4 separate regions of the Mus musculus genome follow, and regions 1, 3 and 4 are each linked to region 2. A link is a contact called in public Hi-C, Micro-C and promoter capture Hi-C data. All regions are on one chromosome and are shown on one strand. The core of a region is the stretch at or near the end of the contact, and the rest is flanking DNA. Distances in the headings are between cores, read along the strand shown.

The links. Promoter capture Hi-C pulls out the DNA fragments that hold promoters and counts their contacts. Hi-C and Micro-C count contacts between places; a contact is called where the count stands out from the background.
Region 1: a Micro-C map of embryonic stem cells shows a contact between it and region 2, with 1.4 times the contacts expected there. The contact joins the promoter of Cpeb1 here to the promoter of Homer2 in region 2. A contact is called at or near these places in 9 of 39 promoter capture datasets (the 3T3-L1 cell line, the HPC-7 cell line, embryonic stem cells and 4 more), 3 of 484 Hi-C or Micro-C datasets (cortical neurons and embryonic stem cells), 2 of 115 datasets of contacts at active chromatin or transcription factors (astrocytes and embryonic stem cells) and 2 of 9 other capture datasets (embryonic stem cells and liver).
Region 3: a contact with region 2 is called in a Hi-C map of muscle stem cells, with 2.5 times the contacts expected there. The contact joins the enhancer-like site here to the promoter of Homer2 in region 2. A contact is called at or near these places in 4 of 39 promoter capture datasets (the 3T3-L1 cell line, the C10 cell line, the HPC-7 cell line and 1 more), 2 of 484 Hi-C or Micro-C datasets (embryonic stem cells and muscle stem cells), 1 of 115 datasets of contacts at active chromatin or transcription factors (embryonic hindbrain) and 1 of 9 other capture datasets (liver).
Region 4: a contact with region 2 is called in a promoter capture Hi-C map of embryonic stem cells, with 20 read pairs. The contact joins the promoter of Hdgfl3 here to the promoter of Homer2 in region 2. A contact is called at or near these places in 1 of 39 promoter capture datasets (embryonic stem cells), 3 of 484 Hi-C or Micro-C datasets (embryonic stem cells and forebrain) and 2 of 9 other capture datasets (adipose tissue and liver).

The regions. Positions count from the first base shown.
Region 1 is chr7:81,453,153-81,456,111 of GRCm38.p6, forward strand. Cpeb1 (cytoplasmic polyadenylation element binding protein 1) reads right to left here and starts at 1,606. Exons shown (of 12, transcript NM_007755.5): 1 at 1,482-1,606. The coding sequence starts at 1,496.
Region 2 is chr7:81,705,517-81,708,726 of GRCm38.p6, forward strand. It overlaps Homer2 (homer scaffolding protein 2), which reads right to left and starts at 1,409. Exons shown (of 9, transcript NM_001164086.1): 1 at 1,243-1,409. The coding sequence starts at 1,247. It overlaps Gm32579 (a long non-coding RNA gene), which reads right to left. Exons shown (of 2, transcript XR_391652.2): 2 at 2,636-3,207.
Region 3 is chr7:81,478,646-81,481,860 of GRCm38.p6, forward strand. All of the region lies in intron 4 of Ap3b2 (adaptor-related protein complex 3, beta 2 subunit), which reads right to left. Among named protein-coding and RNA genes, the nearest start is that of Ap3b2, 14 kb to the right of the region's middle. Within about 2 kb of position 1,301, at least 16 of the 459 cell types and tissues checked have an H3K27ac peak or open chromatin away from gene starts, as enhancers often do. A contact at or near this core is called in embryonic stem cells and muscle stem cells, where this site is marked.
Region 4 is chr7:81,932,815-81,935,933 of GRCm38.p6, forward strand. It overlaps Hdgfl3 (HDGF like 3), which reads right to left and starts at 1,645. Exons shown (of 6, transcript NM_013886.4): 1 at 1,125-1,645. The coding sequence starts at 1,208.

The sequences.
Region 1 (2,959 bases), core at 356-2,855, 250 kb before region 2:
TGGGGCGGCCTGAGGCTGGCAGCCCCAGGCTATTCCAGGTCTCCGGTGCTTCCGACATTTCCACAGGCTTAATTCTATCTGAGGGCAGGGCAGAGTCAGCCTGCAAGGCACAAAGTGCCACTACAGAGCACGGTGCTAACTAACGCCTGCGAGGCTGCACAGAACGAGGCTGCATAGGACCCTGGAGCCCAGGTGCTCCGTGCTTTCTGGTGTTGCGGGCCACTTTGCAGGAACCGTGGCCTTGCAGAGCCCCCTGGAAATGAGGCTCGTGACCGTGAGAGGCTGGAACCGCACAGCAACCCACACGGGTGGCCTGCGCTGCCCACCGAGGACGCTCTTTGCTGACATGGGTCCCCCTGCCTAGGCATGGGCCTCCCCCCACACACACCCCGTTGCGTCTAGGCCCCCAGTGAAGCAGCCTTGTCAGCCCTACCCGCCCAGCGTCCAGCCTCCGCTCCCCCAAACCAGAGGTCAGGGCTGGAGGCCACGCGAGCCCATCTGCAACCCGACACCCCCGAATTTGGACACCTGGCCTTGCTGGCTGAGAAACGCTGAGCGACACCCTCGAGGCCACATGAGTGCGTCCCGCCAGGCCGCCCGAGTGAGGCAAGCGGACGCCGCCGAGGACTAGCTGGCTTCCCGCCTGCGCCCCCTCGCGGGCTGCTCAACTCCTCCTCCCCTCCGGGCCCGCGCCCCCCAGCCCCGCGAGGCTCCCGGGGACAGCCCTCGAAGCCCGGTCACACGCACGTGCGACCTCACCTGGCCCGGTCCACCCTCGGGGCTAGGGCTCCGGGAGCAATCGAACGTGTGAAGCCACGTGACTTCCCCGGGCTTGGAAAGAGCGCGGCCCGCACGAGGGGCCCGAGACCTCGGCTTTAAAGGAGCCATGTCAGCGCCGTCGTGGCGCGTCTCCCCCTGCGCCGCCCCAGCCTGAGGGGGTCTCCGCGGCTCGCTGCTGCGCCGCCCGCAGCGAGCCGCCAGCCCCTGCCTCCTGCGGGACGCCAAGGCGACTCTCGGGGAGAGAGAGAGAAGGAAAGAGAGAGACGGGAGCCGCGGGCACCGCCGGCCAGCCGGCCGGCCGCTCGAGCTCTCCCGTGCGACGGCTGCGGAAAAAGGAAGTGTTGGCGTCCGGGCGCCCGTCCGCGCGGCCGGCTCCTGTCTGGACGTATGTTCGAGGCCACCGAGAGTTGTGCAAGTGCAGCTCCGAGGCCCCGGCGGTCGCCCCCGAAGGGCCGCGGCGCCTTTAAGCCCAAAGGCCTGAGTCACGAGGAAGCTCCCTGCCCCTCCCCGCGCGCCCCACACCGCTCCACGAGGCCCACGACCGCGGGCATGTGACCGGCGCCCCGCCCGGGACGCTAACCCGGGCGGCGGTGAGGGGGCCCTGTGAAGTGGCGAGACTGCGCGCGGACCGTTAGCCGAGGCGGCCGGCGGGGACAGCAGCCCCGCCCGGCCCGGCCCCGCCCCGCCCCGGCGGCTCTTACCAGAGAGAAAGCCATGGGGTCCGGCGTGGCCCTAAGGGACTGGCGGGCGGGCGGGCGCGCGGGCCGGCGGGTCTGTGCGGCGCGGGACGCGCACACACGTGGGCACTATTTTTGCAGCGAGCAGCGCACGACTCCGCACCCCGGCGGCTTATAAAGCTCCGCGGCGCTGGCCTGACGAGGAGCACCTGTGTCGGCCCCGCCCGGCCTCGTCCCCGCCCCCGCCCCCTGCGCTCCTTCCTGCCGTCCAGACCCGCGCTCCGCCGCCCACCCTGGGCCTGGGGGTCCGAACGGGGGGTGGGGGTTAGTTCTGAGGCTCGAGCCAAGACAGACCACCACTGCCTCCCCGGAGCCCGAGGGGGCTCAGGCCTGAGCAAGTCCCTCGCCCGGTGACCCTGACCATTTCACTCTCCCGCGGGCCTCAGTTTCCCTACAGATTTACAAGACCCTGGGATGCCCCGCTGCGCCGGTGACGTGCGCCCCCCCCCCAAAAAAACGTATAACCACGCCTCTCCTTTGCTAGTGACCTCTCGGGTGGAAGCCCCGGTGGCACCGAACCCAGCCCCTCCACCCATCCCCACCTGCAGCAGACACGCCCTCACTTCAGACCGACTGCCACTGCATCTGGAGCGAGCTGGAACCCGGAGCGCAGGCGTCAGGGGATTCGGGAAAGTTCCGAAAACAGCAGTGATCCTCTTCGGATTGCAGTTCCCCAGGGAAACCGCTCCCGACGCTCCCTCCAGAATGACAGGACGCTTTACTGACAAAATTCGGGGCAAGAGATCAGGGTGAGCGAAGCTGTTGTTCCGAGAGGCGTCATGGGCCAGCTAGGGCTGGACCAGACCGGAAGCCCAAGCGAGCGCAGAGGCGGAGATGGCATTCCGGGCTGCAGACCAGGGAAGGCGGAGAGGGAGGAATGCACTGAGAGGCTCAATCTGACTAAGACCAGCTAATGCGTGTTGGTGCCACAGGAGGGAAGCCCGAGCCCAGTTTCTGAAGGGCTTTTATTCTGCAGCTAGCTGGAAACTAGAGGAAAGGTGAACAAGCTTGGAAGTTGCCAGGTCTCTTTTAAGGTGTTGCTGGAGAGTTGGAGGTGGGAAATAAGCCACTAGGTTGGTTAAGAAAGAGAACAGAGCTTATTGAACATTTCTAAGTGTTTTATATGTTATACTTTTTATTCAGCGCGTATTATACTCAAGGTTCCTCCTGACAGGTGAAGAAGCTGTTACCAACTTGCTGGCAGGTTTGTGAGGCAGGAACGTATAAGCTTCTGCCCAGGGTATTAAGAAAGGAAGCCTACGGTCCTAGCCTAGTGTGTTTGGAGAAGGTGGGGAAGAGGACAGATGCTGGAGTTAAAGTGCAGAGGGAGCTGAATGACAGCTGGCTAGTCTCCATTCTGTGGTCGTTCCCAAGGGTTACTGAAGTCCTAAGCAGAAAGGGTGGTTACAGTATGGAGAACCCATCCCCTTAGGAGCAGCCCA
Region 2 (3,210 bases), core at 159-2,658:
CTGAAAATGTTACAAAAATCTGCCTTCTGGGTAGGATGACTGTCTATCTCTGGCCTCCCAGTCGTCCAACATAAGTCTCTTGGATAGGCATCAATATTCCTAAGCAAACTTCCGATGGGCCCTCTGTCCCCCTTGTTCCATCTTGGCGTCCACAGCCATCTGCTCTCCTACCCGGAGCTCTACCTTGCTTGCCTCTGCTCCCTCCAAAACTCTACCAGCTCCACGGAGAAAGCCACTCCTGAGGCTTGTCTGGAGCTAAGCACAGTAAAGCCACTGCCCCATAGGGGCTGGTGGGGCCACCAGGGCGATCATGACTCTTCCCATGGCACCCATCCCCAAAGGGAAGCTAGTTCTCTAGACCACCTACACAGCAGAGGCCTCTGGGCCCCATGAAAGGCTGTTTGAAGAACACTGGGCTCAGCAGCAGAAGACAGACCTCTGATGTCCTTAACCATCCTCATGGCCAGTCAGGCAGTGGCCTAGCTTCTGCCGGTGAGCAACCACACACTAAGTATTCCCCTTTTACAAATGTATCAGCTGTTCAAGCTGGGAGAAGTCTCCCAACTAAACCGGCCTCAGTTTCCTCTTGTGGAGAGCAAGCACACAAACCATATCTCGCATAGAGACTGAAACACCATGAGTGTGCGCTCACATCGGCGAGCAGATGTAAAGAGTTACTGTGTTATTAGCACAGTGGCTCCTGACTCACAGCGCCTACTGCTCGGAGAGACGCCGAAGAGAAATCAATCCTGCTTTTAAAATTACTTTATATACTCAGGAGCATTAGTCACTTCAACTGAGTGCTCCAACTTCCCTCCCAAGCATCTGGAGCCTCACCTAGGTGCCTAACAGATTGTCGCATCTCAACGCTGCCTACAAGTCCACTATTCCTACGCTGAAGGGTTATTATTGGGTGTGTTTCCTTTCCAGGAAAACTTCGATTTCTATGTCGCTGGCTGTAAATGCAGCCGTGAAGAAAGGCAAACTGCTTTTCACACTCACAAACCCAGGCCCTGGAGTTGCTCGCGCTAGGGGCAAGGAGACCGCGGAATGGCCGAGGCGCCGAGACCAGCCCGGGTGCGGGTCCCCGCCAGGTGTCTCCGCGCCCGGCTGGCTGAGACGGGAAGGGCCGTGGGCTCCAGGCGCAAAGTCCGCGCCCAGGCCGGGGGCGCCCCGAGCTCCCGCCGCAGCACGCGACCGGCGGCCCGTAGCCCCTCGCGGGCGCTCCGCGAGCTCACTCACCCCATCTCCGGCGCTGCTCGTGCGGCCGCTCCGACGGGGCCCCTGGCGTTCGCTCTCCGCCCGCTCGGCAGCTGCTCCCCGCGCGGCACATGCGGCGGCCCGAGTGCGCCCGGCTCAGCCCCGGCGCCGTTCCATTCCGCCGGCTGCGCGGCTGCTCTGCCGGTGTCGGGGCCGCCGCCAGGCGCGGGCGGGCGGGAGGGCGGGGGCTGGGCGGCCGGGGGCTGGGCGGCCGCGCTCGGGCGGAGCCGCCGGTCCCTCCCGCCCGCTCCTTACGTAACCTCGTGGCCCCCGGGCCGCCGCCGCCCGCCTGGAGCTGGGGGCGCGGCAGCGTGTGCAGCGTCCCCCGCGCTGCCGCGCAGTCGCCGCTTCTTCCAGCAGCCCCCTCCTCTCCTGTGTCGACCCCGCACCCGCGCGCCCTGCCAAGCTTGGCGCCGCGCCTCGGACGGGATGTCCCACCTGCTGGACTTGAAGTCGCAGCTGGCAGGGACTTTTTGGCCACCTTTAGTTTGCAGATGAGGGAACCGAAGCCCCCCAGGGAGGAGAAATGATGTGACCAAGGTCACAGTCTCAGATTAGATCTCACGTCTCCAGAGTCTGAGATGGGCAGGACCACGATTTGCTCCCCACCCCATTTAATGCCCACCTTCGTCTTCCTGCCCACCTGTCTGGCTGAGTGGCCTTAAAATCCTGGAGGGTAAGATGGCAAGGAGGATTCTGTAGCCCAAAGCAGGTTCCCTGAACTCTTCCCTGGGTAAAGACAGAAACGCACACCCTCAGCATAGCGAGTTGGCAAAATTTGAGAGGCTTCCTTAAGCTTGGCTATGATTCCCTACCAAAGGCCAGCACTGGAGCCAACCTAACCATCACCCCACACTGGGCCTTCCACGGGATTGTCTTCGGCTGAGCACACATTGCCCACACAAGCCTGGCATCTCTGGACAGACAGGGACTGGGAGGAGAAGGCAAGGACAAGCAACTGGAATAGGGCCACCACCGTGCCCCTGCCCTCATTTCCCTTCAGGCCACTGTGACTAGCTACCTAGCTCCTTCACCTCACAAGAGCACCCACCCCATTTCTAAACGGTGGTCAGTAATTTCTGAAATACAAGTTGATCTGAGGCTCCCCTCCCACTGTCCTTGGGATGAGCCTGGCCAGTCCACTACCACCTCCAGCCCTCTCACTTTGCCCTTGCTCGCCGCACTCCAGCCAGCTGGCCATTCTCTCAGCCTACCCACGTGCTCTTCTTTCTGTCTGGGAAGATTTTTTTCCCCTTCATTCCTACATGTGCTTCAGATCACTGTTACACTGTCGCGTCCCTTAGGGGCTTAACCGAAGGCCGTGGATGGCATTGTTCCGGTCCATTTTTCTTCCTTGCACTTACTGTTAGTAGTATCTCGTGTAAAATTATTGGTTTAATATTCCAGACACACCTGCAAACTCTTAGAAAGATGTGGCTTTTTGCCCATAATTGTAACCTCTACTACCTACAATGGGAATTCAAAGTCTTCCACCAATATTTGTTGAATGAATAAGTAAACAGACCAAGCCCTATCTATACAAAATTGGTCAGGATCTGTGCACACAGGTGACTCTGTTTAGAGCCAAGACTAATGAACAGTCAGCCCCAGAGGAAGTTCTTCTAACACAAGCTGAATTCCAAAGACCAGGGCTGTGCCAAGGTGCTGAAGGGAAGGGGTCACTGGTAAAGTCCCAGAAAGAAGCCAGAAGTAGGAGGATCAAAAGCAGGAGCCAGCAAATGTGTGTTAGGGGTATGGAAAACAAGACTCTGAGCAAAGGAGCCCAGTGGTGTTCAAGCCCTGGCTGGGAGGTCCATCTCTTTGCTCCTCAGATAGACAGGGTGCACCCACATCACCTTGGCAGGATGCAATGAGGCCAAGCAGGTGGGGTGGTGAATCGCAGCCAGTGCTCTGTGGTTAAATTGGCTGTCCTCTGTGTAGAAGGCTCTG
Region 3 (3,215 bases), core at 51-2,550, 230 kb before region 2:
TAGGTAACCCCAATAAAACTTATTGGTTCTCCAGGTTAGACTTGGATGGTAGCCACACTTTGGTCTGGTCTGTCATGGGCTCCCTATCTGGGGTGAGTAGATGTGTGTGTTGTGTCTCAGCAGGGACAGTGTTGTTGAACACTTGGGGCCACCACCTCTTGGCTCTGGCTGCCAAAACGTGGTGCCAAAACCAGTGTGTCAAGAAGCGGCTTTGTTTCAGAAAGTTAGAAAACTGCAGAACTTCCATAGCTTCTCAAAGACTTTCTCAGGAGCCAGCATCTGTCTCCAGATGCTGCCATATACCTCCAGATGCTGCCATATACCTCCAGAGCCTGCCAGAAATGCAGGCTGCTCTCTTCCAGAGTTGACCGTTCCACACCCCTCCCCCAGTAGCCTATCAAAAGTTGCCCTTCTCTGATATTTAAAACCCACATCGTGTGGGCTTCTCCTGTTCAGACGGCATCCCATACATGCCTGATAACAGCATGTATCCACTTGCTCAGATCTCAGAGCTTAGCACTATCTTCCTACCGTAGTTATAGACCAATGAGTCTCAACCGCTTCCGGGGGGGGGGGGGAGGGTGTCACATATCAGATCTCCTGCATGTCAGGTATTTACATTATGATTTGGAACAGTGGCAAAATTACAGTTATGAAGTAACCACGAAAACAGTTTTATGTTTGGGGGTCAACACAGGAGGTCACGGATTTGGAAGGTTGAGAACCATTTCTTGTAACCAGCTCCTAATCCTGCAGAATGGTAGACAAGTGAGCTGGAGCACTACACAGGAAGGCAGCTGTGACCCTGATTTCTCAACTGAACAAAGAGACCCACAAAGTCAAGGGTGAACGATGGTAATCGCTGGCAAAATTCTGAAATTGGTTTTTAATGGTTTAACAGCACTTATTTGAAAAGCAGGAGCCTGTATTTTCTTCAACAAATGTATGACATCAACCACTAAAACTTGGCCTGCTTTGTTTTACCATTTTTTTTTTTTTTAAATTTTGGAATGATCACAGGGACAAAAACATCTGCTTTCACTTGGGGAGAGGTAATTAGGCTGGCAGATGTTATCACTGTGGCTCTTGATTCCAGCAAGGCGTTCTGGGAGTCTTTCCTAACACTTCCTGCATTGCCCCTCTTGATATATAGGCCTTCGATTTCACATCATCACGTTAGCATTTTAGGAGCAGAGTGTAGATCTTTCTTTTTGTAGAGAAAGTCTCTTGTGTTCTGTATGGATGCAACACCTGTCAATCCAAGTTGATTGGCCTGTAGCTGAGGCAGGAAATAGAAGGTGGAACATCCAATAGGCAGTAAGGATTCTGGGCTAGAGCCAGGCTCAGGATGACTGGGCCCCAGATATAGAGGAAGATAGTCAGGTAAACAGGCACATGGCAGAACTTAGAATAATGGGATTATTAAATTATAAACCAGTCAGGGAATAAGTCTAACTATATGGCCTAGGTATTTGTAAATATATTTGAGTCTCAGAGTCATTATTTTCAGGAGCTTGGGGCTGGGAGGAAAAACACACACTTACAGAAAATTCCATACTGCATATTTTATCTGTGTATTCTCATAGCCCTTTACACATGAAAGGTATTATTAAATTTTTTTTTCTCCTTGCTATTTAGGATCTTCCAAAGTAAGATAGAAAAAAGATACTGGCTGACTATAGAGTTCTATGAGACCACAACTTAATTTATCAACAAAACTGATGACCTGGAGACACTATATGCCACACACTGCAAGCCGATGCCGTGCTCCAAATAACGGCCACTGTTTTGGTCGGAGACACAAAGTAAGGGACAAAACTGACATTCAAAGCCGTGGACTTGATGTGGGGCGTGCAGTCCCTTTTCCTAGAGAAGCAGAGGCATGGCTGAATGTTTGAAGCCACCCTGCGCAACTTAGTAAAGCTGTGCCCCCAAATAAAAAATAAATAAAAAGGGCCGAGGATGAGCCAGATATGACTGTGTACATCTTTAGCCTCAGTACTAGGAAGACTGAAGGAGAATTGTGAGTTACGGCATTGTACAACATGGCAAGTTCCTGGCCAGCCCTGTTTAAAAACACCAAAAGAAATACCGGAGGGGGGCGGGGGGGGGGGGGACGGCGACGACTGAAGAGGGCGTGGGGGGGTGTGGTCTGCGTGTGAGGGGGGCTGAGGAAGGAGCCCAGAAGCAAGTGTGAGGGCCTGGTTCAAGCTCCAGCACTGCCAAGGATCTGGATTAGTGATGCCAGAAAACTAATTAAATAACACTGTGTTTCACGGGAGATCCCAGGGGGCCACCCACAGAGACGGAATGACAGAAGTCCAGATTATCTGTTTGTCAACCACAGGGCTTAAAGAAAAGTAGATAAAAAGAAAAAAACAGAAACAAGGCTTCAGGTTAGCTGATGAAAGGAGAACCGTGAATACACAATGCGCCTGAAAACTCAGACCATTTACAAAACAATGCTTCATTGTTTAGGAATGCATAACCAATCAGCAAAGAGAAAACACGGGGGCCAGCGGGATGACTCAGGGGCTAAAGCTCTCGGTCACTAAATCTGATTCTCCTGAACTTGATTCCTGGGGTCCACAGGATGGAAGGAGCCCTGACCACCACACACGCTTGCACACACCAAAGTAAAGAAATATAATTTTAAAAAAGAATAAGTATATACATATGAAAAGCAAGGGAGATAGACAAGAGACAAACCAAATTTTAAAAATTATAGTACAGAAGCTTCAATATAATGTAATGAGTGGTTAGGATACAAATGGAGCAGGGTGTGGTGGCACACGCCTTTAACCCCAGCACTTGGGAGGCAGAAGCAGGTGGATCTCTGAGTTTGAGGCCAGCCTGGTCTACAGAATGAGTTCCAGTACAGCCAAGACTACTCAGAGAAACCCTGTCTTGAAAAAAAGGACAAGGGGTATGCCTTATGGCTTTCTGAAGGAGTGTGGTCCCTGCCACTGGAGATGTATCAGAGATGTTCAACAACAAAGGCTGTTAATCCACTGACCTCAGGACCAATCTATTAGCTGCTTATTTCTTTTTTTTTTTTTAGAATAAAGATTTATTAGAATATGACTATGCCCATTTCTTTAACACAAAATCTAGCAATTGCATGTTTGAGACACTATAGCCTACAAGACCTAAATAATATTTGAACATTTTGCATTTTGTTGACAACTGTTCTAGAAGGTTTGGGGAGTGTTTTT
Region 4 (3,119 bases), core at 395-2,894, 230 kb after region 2:
GCCTGCCCCTCTTGATGTCACTTCCTTGTGTGAATGGGTGTACTTTCCCCTTGGTCTTGTTACCTTCACTTTATCACCACACAACACGAGTTCACGCTCCCAAGCTCCCAATTTCTGTCAGCTTCTCCCTTGACTATTTTTGTTCCTCAAGAATACCCAGCATTGTCTCCAAACTGCTTTAACTATCTTTTAACTGTATTCTTTTCAGTCAGTCAACCGCCAGCTATTAAATTTAAACAAATTGAAGGTGAAAGTGATTGTTTTTTTTTTTCAACATAAGGTGCGCACAGACGCGGTAGTGCTTCTTCCTCAGTAAGGATCGGAATAAAAATACTGAATGCTGTGTATTAAATGCAGATGCTTTCTAGAGAAAACCTAGCGACAGTCTTGCTGTTTAGGAAGAAGAGAGCTGTCGTGGGTTTGGTTCGAGGCCAAGAATAAGGTTCGGGAACCGACCTAAAACAAATATGGAGGTGAAAAGGCACAAGGAAGCTCCTTGAATTCACCAGCCAGTGACAGGCTATTTGGTGTCAGTTTCTAAGAACCAGGGCACCAGGGAGGCAATGGACAATGAGAGGGCAGGTGAGGCACAGGGGATCGCGCCCAGGAAACACTCAACAAGTCTGGAAGATGAAGGATGCTCTGAGATCGAAGATTGCTACCATGAGACTGCCGCTGGCCTCTGCACGACCATCCCCTTTCCCAGGACTGACCGTCACCGGCTCTCGCCGGCTGGGGGACAGCCTTTCGCTCTCCTACCTGCCTCGACGTTCGCCCGGATCAGGGCGTCTACTCAGGACCATGCTGGGAGCCAGCCGGCGCCTCCACCCCGGACCCGCTTCCCGGTCCCCGCCGGCTTCCATGAGGAAGGCGACGTCGGGCCTGTCCGGTCGAACCCGCCTTCGAACGTGGGCGTCAGGATGGCCGCCGAGCCGGCGAGGGCGCAGCCCGGAACCTTCGCCTCGGCCCGGAGCCCGGTGCGCAGCACAGCTCGCGGTTCAGCCCAGGCGGCGGCCAGGCGCGAGGCGGGCTCGAGCCGAGGTGATGGGGAAAGGGGGCGGGCGCGCCATCATGAAGGGAAAATGGTGGGCGGGCGGGCCCGCGCGCGCGGCCGCCGTACTCACCCGGGCGGGCCAGTGCGGGTAGCCCTTCATCTTGGCGAAGACCAGGTCTCCCGCTTTGTACTCGCGGGGCCGCGGACGCGCCATCCCGGTCGTTCTCCTGCTCGCCGGTCCTTGGCCGCCGCGAAGATGCTGGGAGGCCGCCCCTCCGCGGGACGACGGAACCGCGCCGCGCTCCCCGCGGGGCCTCGAGCCGAACGCTCGAGCGGCCGCTCCGACGAGGGAGAGCGGCGAGGCAGTGGCCGAGGCGAGCGGTGGGCGGGGGGCACCGCAGGCCCCGCAGATCCCCGCCCGGCTGCGGGGGATGGGAGCCCGCGTCCGGCCGCGCCGAGTCCCGACGCCGCCGCTACCGCCGCGCGCTGCTCACAGGAGCCGCGTCGCCAGCCTCATGCAGCCGCCGCCTCCCCGCCGAGCTTCTGGGTTCCGTGCGAGCTCCGGGCCTCGCGCCTCCTCCGAATTCCTCCTCGGGCAGCGACCGCAAACACGATCTTATTATTGTTCTCGCGCGCGCTCAGCATTCCCCCCCTCCACCCCTCGCCCGCCCCGCTTCCCTCCCCTCGCGCGCCGGCCGGTTAATTCCTAGGTGCACGGCCGGCTTTCTCGGAGAAACCGCGCGCGCCGCCTGGCTTGCTCCGCGGGCTGCTGGTGGGCGCGTCCTCCCGCAGCAGCGAAGCCGGTGCCCCGCGGGTGGGAGCGCCTACTCCAAAGACGCCCGCCGCCTGCTCTCTTTTGTTCTTGGCCGGGAGCTGCCTGGTGAAGCCCAGCCAATCACCACCCGGCCGCCCCTCTTTCCCCTCCTGCTCGCGCCCACCCCCTGCGGACTGCACCCCCTTTCTGACTGCCCCCTACCCGTGGGCCACTTCCTCGGGTGCTCTCTGGTGAGTTGGGGGAGAGGGGGGACAAAGGCTTCCCAGGCATGGGGGATAGCTGCGCAGGGGACTCGCTGCCTGGTCAGTAGGTACCTGGAAAGAACAAGGGCAAGGTTCTTGCCCCAGGTCTGCCTTAATGATGCAGTGTGACCCACCTAGGGCAAGCGACTTCACTGGAGTCAAGGCCAGTCCTCACCGACAGGATGGCACAGTCGGGCTTTGAACATGGATCTATATGGTTCAGTGCCCATAGCCTAAGTTATGCTTCTCTGTGTGGGGCCTTCATGGGCCAATAATTTTGGGGCAAAGGACTTACCCTGACAAGTCAAATCAGTTGTTTTCAATTCTGGTAACATACTGGAGAGCAGCTTCTAGAGATTTCTTTATACAGGTTAGTAAGTCTACGACAAACGTGTGCATTCACCATTGTTTTATTTGGATTTCAGCTGACTGCTTTCAAAAAGACATTTTGGGAGTGAGAATCTTTATAGCATTCTCCTTTGTGAGAGGTAAATAAAATAATTCACTCTTTTCTGCATCTGCTCGATGAATGGATGAATGCGCCCTGTGGAAGATCCCTGTGATCTTGCCTTCTTTAAAAGGTCCTCTGGTGCTGCACCTAGTTGGGAAGACAGCTCTCCTTTGTGAATTGCCCTCTTTGCCATTTCTCCCCTCTGTAGAAAGTGGGTTTTCCAAGCATCTGCCCCACTCACTTGTGCTTGAGAGCTGTGCTTACCGCAGCCTCTCCGTGATGGGTTTCCAGTGGCCGGCTGTAGAGTCTGGAGACATTCCGAGGAGCGTTTACTTTGTTCACAGTACTTGGCTGTTTCTTTTTTTGCATCTCTTAATTCTCCAGCACCCACCCCTCACCTTCCCTATAGGCTCACCTTGTCCTCTCTTGCGCTGCAAAATTAGTCTAGGTTTTTTCCCCCGGCTGTGATAGCCCGAGAACGAGCTTGTCACGTCTACAAGTCATATCACACACATCCTAGGTGCCATGTCAAAGCCGCATCTCTTGACAGGCCACCAGAGCCCTAACTGTCCAAAGCTGGAATGGCCGAGGCTGCCTGTGGGCTCTGGGCGGTCATGAGTAGGGGAGAGAATCAGTGTGGAAGCCATGCAAGGAAGT